2 separate regions of the Sus scrofa genome follow, and region 1 is linked to region 2. Evidence: chromatin contacts called from public Hi-C data. All regions are on one chromosome and are shown on one strand. Each heading gives the region's core, a stretch centred on a gene start, on an enhancer-like site or on the middle of the called end of the contact. The rest is flanking DNA. Distances are from core to core; before and after follow the strand shown. Region 1 overlaps DNM3 (dynamin-3). Region 2 overlaps DNM3 (dynamin-3).

The links. Hi-C and Micro-C count contacts between places; a contact is called where the count stands out from the background.
Region 1: a contact with region 2 is called in a Hi-C map of fetal skeletal muscle, with 2.3 times the contacts expected there. The contact joins two enhancer-like sites. A contact is called at or near these places in 2 of 47 Hi-C or Micro-C datasets (fetal skeletal muscle and skeletal muscle) and 1 of 2 datasets of contacts at active chromatin or transcription factors (skeletal muscle).

Annotation. Positions count from the first base shown.
Region 1 is chr9:114,773,635-114,779,325 of Sscrofa11.1, reverse strand. It overlaps DNM3 (dynamin-3), which reads right to left. Exons shown (of 20, transcript XM_021063646.1): 18 at 4,514-4,740; 19 at 4,028-4,264. Among named protein-coding and RNA genes, the nearest start is that of PIGC, 49 kb to the left of the region's middle. Within about 2 kb of position 1,950, at least 14 of the 83 cell types and tissues checked have an H3K27ac peak or open chromatin away from gene starts, as enhancers often do. A contact at or near this core is called in fetal skeletal muscle, where this site is marked.
Region 2 is chr9:114,590,581-114,597,108 of Sscrofa11.1, reverse strand. The region is part of intron 14 of DNM3 (dynamin-3); the gene reads right to left. Among named protein-coding and RNA genes, the nearest start is that of MIR199A-1, 60 kb to the right of the region's middle. Within about 2 kb of position 2,913, at least 1 of the 83 cell types and tissues checked has an H3K27ac peak or open chromatin away from gene starts, as enhancers often do. A contact at or near this core is called in fetal skeletal muscle, where this site is marked.

The sequences.
Region 1 (5,691 bases), core at 701-3,200, 180 kb before region 2:
TTCCTTGGATAGAGACCCTTCCTCCCTCCCTTCTTCACTTTTGACCCTTGCAAATAGCTTAGTCCCAGGAAAGGGGGGAAGACAAATGAGTCAAATAATGCCAGGGTCGGGTGTTGCCAGAAAAAACACTCTGATTCAGTTAATTTGTTCTGTTAATGTCAAAGGCTGTGATTCCCAATTAGCTAATTTTAAGAAGCTGTAATCGAAAATAGTGACATCAGTCCTACAGTTAGTGTTTGGTGAAGATTAGGATCTTCAAGTAAGAGAATAGGGCCCCTAAAGAGGTACTGATGTCTGTTTAAGATCATCTTGCTGAACAAGGACGAGACTGGCTGGGATTTTTCAACTGGGTTTCAGCCCCTTCAGAGAAGTAGATGGAGGTGAGAAGGGGAGGTACACACCAAACATTCTGGCAACAGAAAATGTTCCACAAATCAGATTTACGTACACTCAACTTACTAATGACAGAAGCATTTACACTGGTGAGTCTTTTTGGGATAGAGATGCTCCCCTTCTTCAGGTGGAATTAATTAAAACAAGCACGTAGTTTGCAATATTTCTAGCTCCCTCACTGAAAGACTCTTCACACATAAACCGGAACAGCTTGAGCAGCTGAGAAAAACTGGGCCAAAAATGACTCCATCAGCCCCTCTCCTTCCTCTTATTGGAATGGAAAGATATAATAATAATCTTTTTTTCTAAAAAAAAAGCAGAATGTTCATGGTGTCTGTACAATTGCAAGTGATTTCATTGCATCAGAATAGGGTTACAATCAATATCTACTCTGAAAAGTGAAGATCATAACTTGCTAATGAAATCTCCAGTTATCCAGAAGAAAACTATGCAGAGGCACATGCCGAACGGCAGAATCTTTTGCCTCTAATAGTTCAGTTTTTGCCTTTGTGATATTAAAGCCCAACAGGGAGCCGGCGGGACACAGCTTGTGCTGTCTTGTCACGTTATGAGTTTCTGGTTTCAGATAAAAGGGAGAAAGGGCCCTTAAGAAAGCAAAGAACTGGAAAAAAAAATTGAACTTCCTTCTTGGAAAGCTAAGGGTTGTTTTTCTGGAGATGATGGATAATGGCATTTCAAGTTTTTTTGTTTTTTTTTTTTACGTTTTTAATAGAGAAAATGGAGGCAAAGCATGAAGGGAAAAGAGAGTATATAAATAAATAGAACAAGGTGAAGTTTCAACGAGAGTTTCCCTCAGCTCTTTCTTTCTTTCTTTCTTTCTTTCTTTCTTTCTTTCTTTCTATCTTTGTCTCTCTTTCCTTTTCTCTCTCTCTCTCTTTTTTTGAAATCTTAAACCCTATTTCTGGCTTGCATTTGGTAGGATTCCTGCTCTGGCTTTTATTAAAAACAGACTTTATGTGGTCAGAATTCTCCATCTAAAGCTAAACTTTAATAGGCACAAGGATCCTGACAGAGTCTTTCTTTCTTGCTCTTTCTCAGGTGACCCCAACCCCCCAGGATTTCCCTCCCAATGCGCTGAACTGGCGCTGAAAATTGGAGGCTCAGCAGAAAACAACCAACTTTCCTCTTTTACTCTGAACCCTCATTTCTGTTTTACATTTGAGACTCTTTGTAAGGCCAGATCAAGTTAAGCCTGGCTCTAACTTGAGAATACTCTGAAATTTTGAATAACACAACTGTTGTCCTATAAATGCCCCAGTGCAAGATGCCTGAAATCTGGCGGCTTCCCCTCTCCAGCACAGGTCCCAGAGCCTGATTCCTGCCCACCACCTTCTGAGTGTGAGCTCGGAAATACCAAGGGTGACTCCACCCAGCTTTACAAATCAATTTAGCATTCAGCAGTATCTCTGTAGGGTACCGGCAAGCCAGCTTATCTGAAACCAAGAGGTAAAGCAGCCAAGCGAGCAGGCAAAGACATGCATGTTCATTCCTGAGGACATGCGCCACTAGGTTGCTCAGGTTCCTTCTAATAGCGAAACAGACAAAGTAGCTGACTTCAAGGCTCCTGTATGGGACTCCCATTTTCCTCCTCCCAACACCCCTACCCCCATGGCCGCTACACCTTCTTTGCACAACGGCAGACCCTTTCCCAGTCAATTTGAAATTTCCTAAAACAATCATTTAATCTTGCTTGTAGTGAAGCTCAATGCTGGTCTTCATACTTGTTTACATGGAAGGGACGACCTTTTAATACTGCAGTGCAGTGGTTCTCAAGGGGAGGGAGATTTTATACGCTACCTGCCCACCGGAGGCAATGTCTGAAGACATTTTTAGTGGTTACAACTGGGGGAGTGTGGCTACTACCCAGTGGGAAGAGGCCAGGATGCTGCTAAACATCATAGCATGCACAGTACAGCTCCCACAACAAACATGTCAGTACTGCTGAGGTGGAGAAACTCTGATATTGTGGTTAGGAAACCGGGCTCTGGATCAGACTGCTGGGGATTAAAGCCCAGCTCTATTAGTGCCTGGTTGAACCGCCTTGGGGAAGCTGCTTAACCTCTGTGCCTTATGTGTAAAATGGATAATAATCTATCGCATGGGGTTGTTGTGAGCATTAAATAAAAATGTACCTGCGAAGCCCTTAGGACAGTGCCTAGCATATGTTGAGAGCTCACATATTATTCTTAGCTACTGTGTTTGTTGTTATTACTAGAAATTTAGCTCAGTTCCAATAAATTATGAACCAAACCTATTGAGGTTAAAGAAAAAAAAATATAGGTTTGAGAATACATAACATCCTCTTTGATGGGGACAAAGTGATGATGACAGTAACAACAACAGTGCCTTCCAGTTTGTGAGACTTTGAAATACCTCGTCTCATATGATTTGGGCAACAACCTTGTTATGTCTTTATTTCAGAGATGAGGAACGCCTGGCTCAGTTAAAGGATTTGCCCAGGGCCTGTGGCAAAGCAGGTCTTCTGATTCCACATCCCCCCTACTCCTGTTACATCTCCCTTTGTTTAGTGGTTTAAGATGCCCTTCTTTTCTACTACATGCAACAGCCTGAAGATCAAAATAAACATAAGCACCATAATCAGAGGATGAGGTGACTCAGGCTTTATGGGTGGGCAGAAGTCACTTCTCTTTTTACAGTACATGTATAGTAAGATTTTCCTTCATGGAGCATCCAAATATTTTAATCCTCTGAATTGAACTTCTAAAAAAATAACTTTTTGTATGGGCTATTTTCTTTCCTTTTAAAATTTCTCACCTTGAGAAAAAAATCCTAATTCCCCCTCTTTTCAAAATCTTCTATGTATACATATTGTACATCTATTAACTATAAATGTACGAAGGTGAGAATATAGCTTCAACTATATGTATACATGTTTTAAGTTCCATCTATTTGTTAGCTATTTTGTTTCACAATTAAGCCTGAAAATCTGCTTACAAATGCCAAAATGTATTATTCAAATATACAATATTCTATCTTACATATATATATATATATATATATATATATATGGTTGAGAGACTGCACAAAGCAATCATATGTCGTTTTTAAATTTCTATGCATAATTTTTAAAAAAGAATTGCAGATTAATCAGCCATGTTTCTATCTGGCCTACATTAAATTTAATAATATTGGTTTCAAGGATCAGAGTTCAGAGGGCTAATACTACTTGAAGTCAGTGGTTTTCTAGAATCCCTTTGGTAAGAGAGAAGGCCAGGCCTTAGCTCGATGCGCTCATGATCTAGGGAGCACACAGCTTGCAGCAGCCCAGCCACCAGCTCTTTCATTTCAAAGCTCTCCGTCAAAAGTTTCAAACAGCTGCCAAAACGTCATTCATTTGGACCCAGGTTTCTCTGGTCCCATTTAGTTTGTGCCAGTTGAGAAAGGAGAGTTCTGGCCACATACCGGTTTCTAAAGGATGTCACAGGCTTAGCCATCTTCCTAGGATGCCCCTCCCAGGGGAAAACTGCAACGTTATAACAGAATCTTTGCCATTTTCTTTTCCAAGTCAATTTTGTCTGTTATGCTATAAGAAGAGAACTGAAGGGCATCCCCCTGCCCCCATCCCGATTTTGGCCGTGCACTCAACACTCACCTTGGTACACTTGGGGGGGCCCTGGTGGGCCGTGACGGAACCTGTGGAGGTGCCCCGAACGAGTCGCTGCTGTTGGGGAAGGGAGGTAGCGGGCCGGGCCGGAATGGTACTGGGGGTGCCCCGGAGTGAGGTCCAGGGGAAGGGATGGCAGGTGCCGGCCCCCGGCCGGAAGCAGGCCGTGGGAGGGGTGCACTCAGTGTTGGCCTTCTCTGGGTGGTGGGGCTTGGAGGGGGGGACCTGGGGACAGAGACCAATTTCAGTACTTACAGAACTTATTCTTTTTGATAGCTGCGTAATATTCCACTGCAAGGATATACTGTGCTTGGTTTTAAAAGGAGTTAGGATCATCTGACCCTCTCTCTCACTGCTGGACTTAAATATCTTTTCCCTTCTTTTTTCTTTAGGTTCATCTTACTTAAGGGAAGCACATTCACAAAATGAACTGGACAAGCTGGGAGGCCTCAGGTGACCCAGTCACCTTCCTACCTGCGGGAATGCTGTATCCAGGAGTCGTCCACAGGAGGTGGTGCTGGCGTGAACGTAGTGGCGGTGTTGATGTCCCCGATGACCACAAGGGCTTCTTTAAGGGCTTGGTACATTCGAAGCATCTCATCTCGGCGCTGTGCCTGCTCTGCAGATTCCTCCATCAGAGTATTTTGGTCCTCTGAAGAATATAACTGTGCTAGGAGCTCAGAATTTATGAAGTCTTTAACCTGTCAGGTCACCACAGAAAAGTAAAAAGTGGTAATGCGTGAGTGATTGAATGATTAAACTGGTTCAGAGCCTGTGGACAGTTCACAAAAGCCCATTCTGGGAAAAGGAAATGCATCGTGCATCTGTTTTTGTTGTTGTTACTGTCATTCTTTTTTTTTCATCATGCATCTATTTACTCTTATTTTCTTCATCAACCTCCTAATCCTCAGTATTGGTGCCAGGAACAGTTTCCCCCTATATCTTACAACTATCAACAGTAAAGAAAACCACAGATGAGTTGATAAGAGCGCCAAACTTTGCCATCCCCAGAACAAGGTCTGTTGGCTGTACAAGCATTTCCAAGATGTTGCCTGAGGCTGCCTGGCTTATAGAGGACAGAAGGTATGAGGAGGTAAGCTGCAGTATGTCTGAGAGGACACAGTGACATAGGGAAACCTATGTTGTAACACAATTTATGCATTCCTTGGTATCCTCAGCCCTACACATAGATTTTTACCAAAGTCACTGGACTACTAGTAAGATCCCAGGTTTCATTGTTGTCTCAAAAATGGAATTAACACCAATAGGGCAATATTTATTAAAGACAGAATCATATATAATTATGCAAGTTGGGTTTTTTTTTGAGTGATGCATTCTCTGCTTTCTGGAGCTTAACTGTGATGAGGTCTGACATAAGGTTCCACAGTTAACAGGTGTATGAAAACACACTAAAATATGAACAATTTGTATGAGTCTTAGGGGTGGGGCATTTTGTGGCAGGATGAGAATGCAGAGGGTGCATATGTCATGCAGCCTTGAGGGAGAGAGAACCAATCACCATATTTCATCAAGTCTAAGACAGCACTGATTTTAAGACACACCACCCTTTTATGTGCCACCAAGAAAGAAACAAACACCATCAACTAAACAACAACAGAATGTCAAGATGTCATTGGGTGTCACATGAGTCT
Region 2 (6,528 bases), core at 1,664-4,163:
TGGGATACCATGAAGTTTTGAAATAGATTTCTTAAATATCTAGACATATATTACAAGTTCTAATGAAAAAAGCTTTGAGCTAGCTATAATTTAGAATAATTCCCATAAAAAGAAGACAAAGTAAGTATTTAACAGATTTTGTTTTTAAATTTCTTTTTCAGCATTTATACATTATGAAGGAAAGATCTAGCATCCAGAAAAACTTTCTATCAGAAAAAAAATAGATTAAATTTGCCTTTACTATAGTAACTCTGGTCATGTCAAACAATGATGATTGTTTTTGTTGAAATTTTTGTTTTAAATTTTTTAAATATATGTGTAAATAATTTCCAGTAATATTCAATTTCTTTGATGCCAACATGCTTTCCTTAAAAACAAATTTTAATTATCCTATAAAATGTTTAAACTTCTTATTGAAGTGTCCAGAAATGCATAGCTCACAGAATTTTCACAAACTGGAGTTCCCATGTAACCAGCACCAGATCAAGAATCAACATTATCAGTACCCCAAATGCCATCCTCTTTGTATCCACTTCTAACAATGCCTTTTAATTCACCATGTCAAAGCATTTTCTCAAAAAAGTAATCTCTGAGGCAGATACAGAGTAAAGTAAGGCAAGCCTGTCATTTCTGGTTCCCTTGGCCTGAAGTACAGTTGGTTTGTATGCAAGAAGCTCCCTCTAAAAGAACATACTGCTCTGCCTGGATGATGCCAACAGTGGAGATACTGCCACTGCTCTCCTGCCTTTCAGGGAAAAGTTAGGTGCAGGGGACAGTGTGTGGGAAGAAAAGAAAGAAACCTGGACTTGGCAGGCTGCAAACCCATATCCTGAGATTGATTTTCTTCCAAGTGGTTATTTGACCTGGGGAAACTTAGCTAATTAACCTTTCTAAGCCTTAGTTTCTTCTATCTATCAAAAAGGATGTTTGATTATTACGATCTTTAAGGTTTGCTCCAAGGCTAAAATATTTGATTTCATATGGAAGGATGCTTGGGTTGACAGGAGAGGTATAAAGAAGTAAAAACTTTTCAATACTAATCTGACTAGGGGGTCTTCCACCTTTTATCTTTCCTGTTTCTGAACCCAGGTGTGCAGCCTGGATTAGAAGTATTTGACCATCCCTTCTTATATACTAAAATCAGCACATGATGTTAATGAATAATTTCAAAGACCGTAAGTTAAATACATAATTTTTTCCTGCCTTTTTAGTCTCTCATGACAACATAAAATAAAGTTTGGGCTTATGAAATAGCATATCCTATACCTTCTCCTATGGTAACCTATGTACTGTAAGAAAAAGAATTTCATCACACAGGTACATGAAACATGAAATACTCAGAAAATGTCATGCCCCATGAACGAGTAGATGATTTCTGAGGCAAGCCTTGTTTAAAGATAAGGGGTAGACTTATTTTTCTGCAAAGCTATTTCATATATGAAACCTCTTCAGTGACTGCACAACAGTAAAAGACAAACATCAGCTTCTATTTAAGAACTTTAAAACTTCTGACAATTGGCTCGCATGAATCATTGTCAGGAAGAAATCTTCCAGCTGCAGTGACCAGCCCTAGTTTGCTGTCTGGCTAAGGTATGATTGATACCAGAGACAGAGCAACCTTCAAGCTTCTCACAGGAATATGGAAACTGCCATGAAAACAAGAATGAGAAATCTCACAATTGATTTCCCTTCTTTATTATGATTCCAGTATCTTTCCTGCACTTTCCCATCTCTTGATTCATCAGACTTTTTTCTATGTGACATTAGAATAAGCCTGACGACACTTCTGCTGCAATTATTTGCTTAGGTGAATAAAACCCATATTATCACCTGTTACCTACAAATTCACTCTTTTGCTTCACTGCAATGAATAGCAAGCACTACAGAATTTGAACAATTTGATCTGATTATGTAAAATCATGACAACAAGTCCTCCCACACCCTCCTCCATCCTCATAAATACTATGTTTACAAGACAGACAGACTCACAAAACTCCAGGTTCCATTTTCTTTTCAATTTCCACCTGTTCCTTGAAAAGCCATTTCTTCACATGTATTCTCTGACCTTATTTCAGTATCTGCAGCAGAAGACTGGACAGAAACTCAAGTTTTAGCAATCAATACAATTTTGGATGTGTAGTCTTCATAGATCTAGAGTATCTCCTTTATCCATTCACTTAAAAATATCAATTAAAAAATTTAACTAGACATTGTATATCAAACTCAGAGCAGCAACTTTCTCCAGTCATATTCAATCCACATGAGATATTTAAGGATGTAATAAAATATTAAAAAGCATATTCTAGCTGCTTGCTATTTTAAAAAAGGGGAAAAAATCCTTTCAGACAGTAATCATTTTCATTGTGGTGGAGATTTCTGCAAAACACATTAAGAAGTTCACGCCTGTGGCAATGGTCACTGCACATATTTTGGAATGTCTCCCAGACTCTAAGACTTTTTCCAGACATCCAGGAGGGACTTTAGGATGACAGTGATCCTGCTCTGGGTCTTAAAAAAATGTAAAAGGAAAACTTTTTTAAGTTCAGTTTCAGCTGGATTTTGTTTCTTAGACAGCCGAGTTGCCTAGGTTATGGAAAATAATAGTAATTACCAAGTGATGAGCAACAGAAAAGTTTCCCCCTCTGTTGTTGGTTTTTTTATTTATTTATTTATTTTTTCCTGTCTGAAGCTTCAATTAGTTAATCAAGATTTTGGTTAAGCAATAATGTTATTTTGCTTCCTAAGTGTCTTTACTGGCAGAGTAGAGTCTATCCTTTCCCCAGATACTGAAATCATCAAAAAGTATTATGATCATATTTTTTTAATTTTTGGAAACAATAAGAGGTAGCTCTGCTTACTCAACTGCCCTTTTACTGCAACAGCAATCTTAAATTTGCTCAGCAGTTATGACTTAAGGGATGGTGGCTGAAATCAGTGGGTTTAACAAGTGCTCTTTAACCATTTCTTTCTCTGCCTAGTCTGGCTTTAAACCTCCCTCACAAGAGTCTTTTGCTGTGGCTGGGAATGAAACCTGAGTATAGCAACTGACATAGCTTCTATCATTAAGAACATACAGATGTATGTTAGAGACTCAGATTTTGCACAGACATATGTTATTCTTTTTCTTCTCTCTAAGGCATAGTTTTAGGGGGACATATTTTGCCTCCTGTAAATCGAATCCATCTTAACCAATGAAATAAGTGAAAGAAAGTTTTCTTAGTCTTTTTATTTCATGTTTTATCATAGTTCCCATTATAGTTTTTCTGATTTGTTCAGATGTAACTTTATAATGTCTTTATTATTCTTGTATTGGCTTAAAATTCCCTTTTTGCTTTAGCTCCAGCTTAGTTTCATTGTGTTCTCCAATCAATACAGCTCCTGGTGTGAGAGAGAGTGTGCTTCTTGGAATTCGTTCTTTACTCCCAATCCTTCCTGCAAGGGCTGAAAGTTTGCAGTCTTAAAGGGCGGTAATAGCCATTTTCCTTATCTTACTGATTCTCACATTTCTTTGTTCAGAACCTAAGGAGGCAAAGACAGGCATGCTTGCAAGCTCTTGATTATGTTTATAAAATATTTGATGCTATTTACCGAGAAGAGATTTGGAAAAAGCACTAATTTAGGAATCTGAAGAACTGGATTATGCTTCAAACTCTGCCATCTACCAGCAGGGTGACCTTGAGGAAATCATTGAATTTTTCAGAGTCGCAATTTTTTCATCTACAAAATGGGAATAACACCTGCCTTGTCTAACTTACAGCTTTATTACAAGAATCAAATGAGATAGTCTATGTCAAAATGCTTCTAAGTCAACATCTGTAAAGAGCTCAGAATGCAAAGGTGTTTGGTATATGATAAACACAATATGTGTTAGCTACAATACTAACGTTATGTAATTATTATTAAAACGGCAAAGCAACAAATAAGTGATCATTGACTAGTGTATTTTTGATGGTTATATCATCTCATAATCAGTAATGTTTTTAAAAAAATAACTCCACATTATCACACTCCAAAGTGACTAGATATAGTTCCCAGTGCTATACAGCAGGATCTCATTGCTTATCCATTCCAAAGGCAATAGTTTACATTTATTAACACCAAATTCCCAGTCCATTCCACTCCCTCCCCCTCTCCCTTGGCAACCACAGTCTGTTCTCCATATGGAAAAAATAAAAATAATTTTAAAAAATAAAGCATTGTTTAAATATCAAAAAAAAATCCAGTTTTATGAATTTTTTTAGCTATTTAAACCTGGATTTCAGTAAATGCATTTTCCAGGTGATGAAAAATGGCCTCAAAAATACTAGGCTGAAAAAAAATCCCTGGGCTGCTTGAGATGCCCCTGGCCTGAGCTGACTTATCCGGAGCTGCAGCTGCGGGTAGGCAAGGACCTGGGCAGGAGGTCAGACTCAGTGTCTGTTGCTATAGGGCTCTTAGGAGAGGTACTGGAGTTCTCTCCCTAGGTGGTTTCAGAATCCCCTCCCTGCCTTAATGCAAACAGCAACGATCAGCTTGGCCTCTCTTAAGCCAGTCATGACCAGCAAGTGCAGCCCATCCAAGGCAGTTCTTGAGATCCACTGACTTGGCTTCTGGATGAACAAAAATGTCTGACACACCAAGATCATGCCCAGCCTTAAGCAAAGTTGAAAAGTCATCGGTGTTCACCCTTAGAGCTGTATTAGTTTACTCGGGCTGCCACAACAAAATACCACAGGGTGGGTGGCTTCAACAACAGATATTTATTTTCTCATAGTTCTAGAGACTAGAAGTCCAAGATCAAGGTGTCAGTAGGACTGATTTCTCCTGGGGCTCTCTCCTTGACTTGCAGATCACCGACTTCTTGCTATGTCTTCACATGGTCCTTTCTCCGTGGGTACCCCTGATGTATCTTTGATGTCCAAATTTCCTCTTCTTATAAGGCCACACTCATACTGGATTAGAGTCCACTTAATGAACTCATTTTAACTCAATCATCTCTTTAAACACTATCTCCAAATATAGTCATTCATATTCTGAGGCACTGAGGGTAAGAGCTTCAACATATGAATTGGGGGTTTAATTCATCTTATAAGAGGGCCTTCCCTCCTATTACTTCTCCCCCAGGACTTCCTTTCTACCATGGTCCATGTAGTTTAACATATTTTCTTTTCCCACACATCCCTAGTGCTCACTGCTTCTGAATACTTCTATGGGAACAGTTTTTATGCACAAATGTTGAAGTTATTTGAAATCTATACTGTGATTTGAAATGTTACATCATTATGATTTCTATGAGCCTAAGCTTCACAGGGTCAAGGACTAGACAGTACTTAAGGGCAGCCTCTTACTCACCAGACTAATATAAGACCAAAAATGTGGACAGGCCAGCTGTATTGGCTAGGGTTTTCTAGAGAGACAGTACCAATAGGCTCTGAAAGTGTGTGTGTAGAGAGAGGGAGATAGAAAGAGAGAAGAAGCATACACACAGACAGAGAGAGAAGACAGAGACAAGGAGAGATAGGCATAGAGACAGAGGAAAAGAGATTTATTTTAATGAACTGGTCCACAACATTGTGGACATTGGCAAGTCCAAAATCTACAGAGCAGGGTGTCAGGCTGGAGACCCAGGGAAGGGCTGATGTTGCAGCTCAAGTCCAAAGGTAGTCTGTATGTCTCTTCTTAGATGGGGCCTACCCACATTATGGAGAATAACCTGCTTTTTCAGATCTACTGACTTAAATGTTAATCTCAAAAAAAAAAAAAAAAAACTTTCAACACAACATTTAGACTGATGTTTGACCAAATATTTATGTATTGTAGCCCAGTCAAGTAGACACATAAAATTAGGTATCACATTAGCAAAATATGATCTAGGAACAATACACAGGGACTAACTTTGGAAGTAGGTCCTTAAACTCAAAAGAGGAAAGCCAGCAGCTCTGCTGTGTCTACTTTGTAGCCTTCACTCTTGGCTTCCTCTCTTTCTACCCTTGGGAATGAATTGAAAATTGTAGTTAAGTCACTCTCAATCATAATTCTGACTTGGAATTTTACAAACATTTTTTTCTACTTGGTCTATCTCCTCATTAAATAAATAGTGAGCTCTTTGGACAGGCAAGGATTTTTTTTTTTCCACTTGCTTCATAAAACTATATATATTGAGCAATATTACTATATAATTCTTAATGAAAACAAATGTAGAGTGTTCTTTTTTAAGGTTTTTTTTATACTTAACTGCATACTTTCTCTGTGTTGCTAAAAAGCCTGAATTCAATACAAGGTTTAAGTTTAATCCTGAGATACTATGATATAACTTTGTAAGTGATAAGGAATGTGATTTCCTTTATTTTAGAAGCCTCACTCTGAACCTTGAATTTCCAAATAACTAACTCAAAACTAGTTTAAATACAGGGAGAGGACATCCACAACAGAAGCATCTAAAATGACCACTACAATTTAAGCTTTTATTCACAAAATATACTTTGAAAAACCCTTAACTCTCAAATTATAAGAAATACAAGCACTATAATCTGAGAACCAAAACCAGAT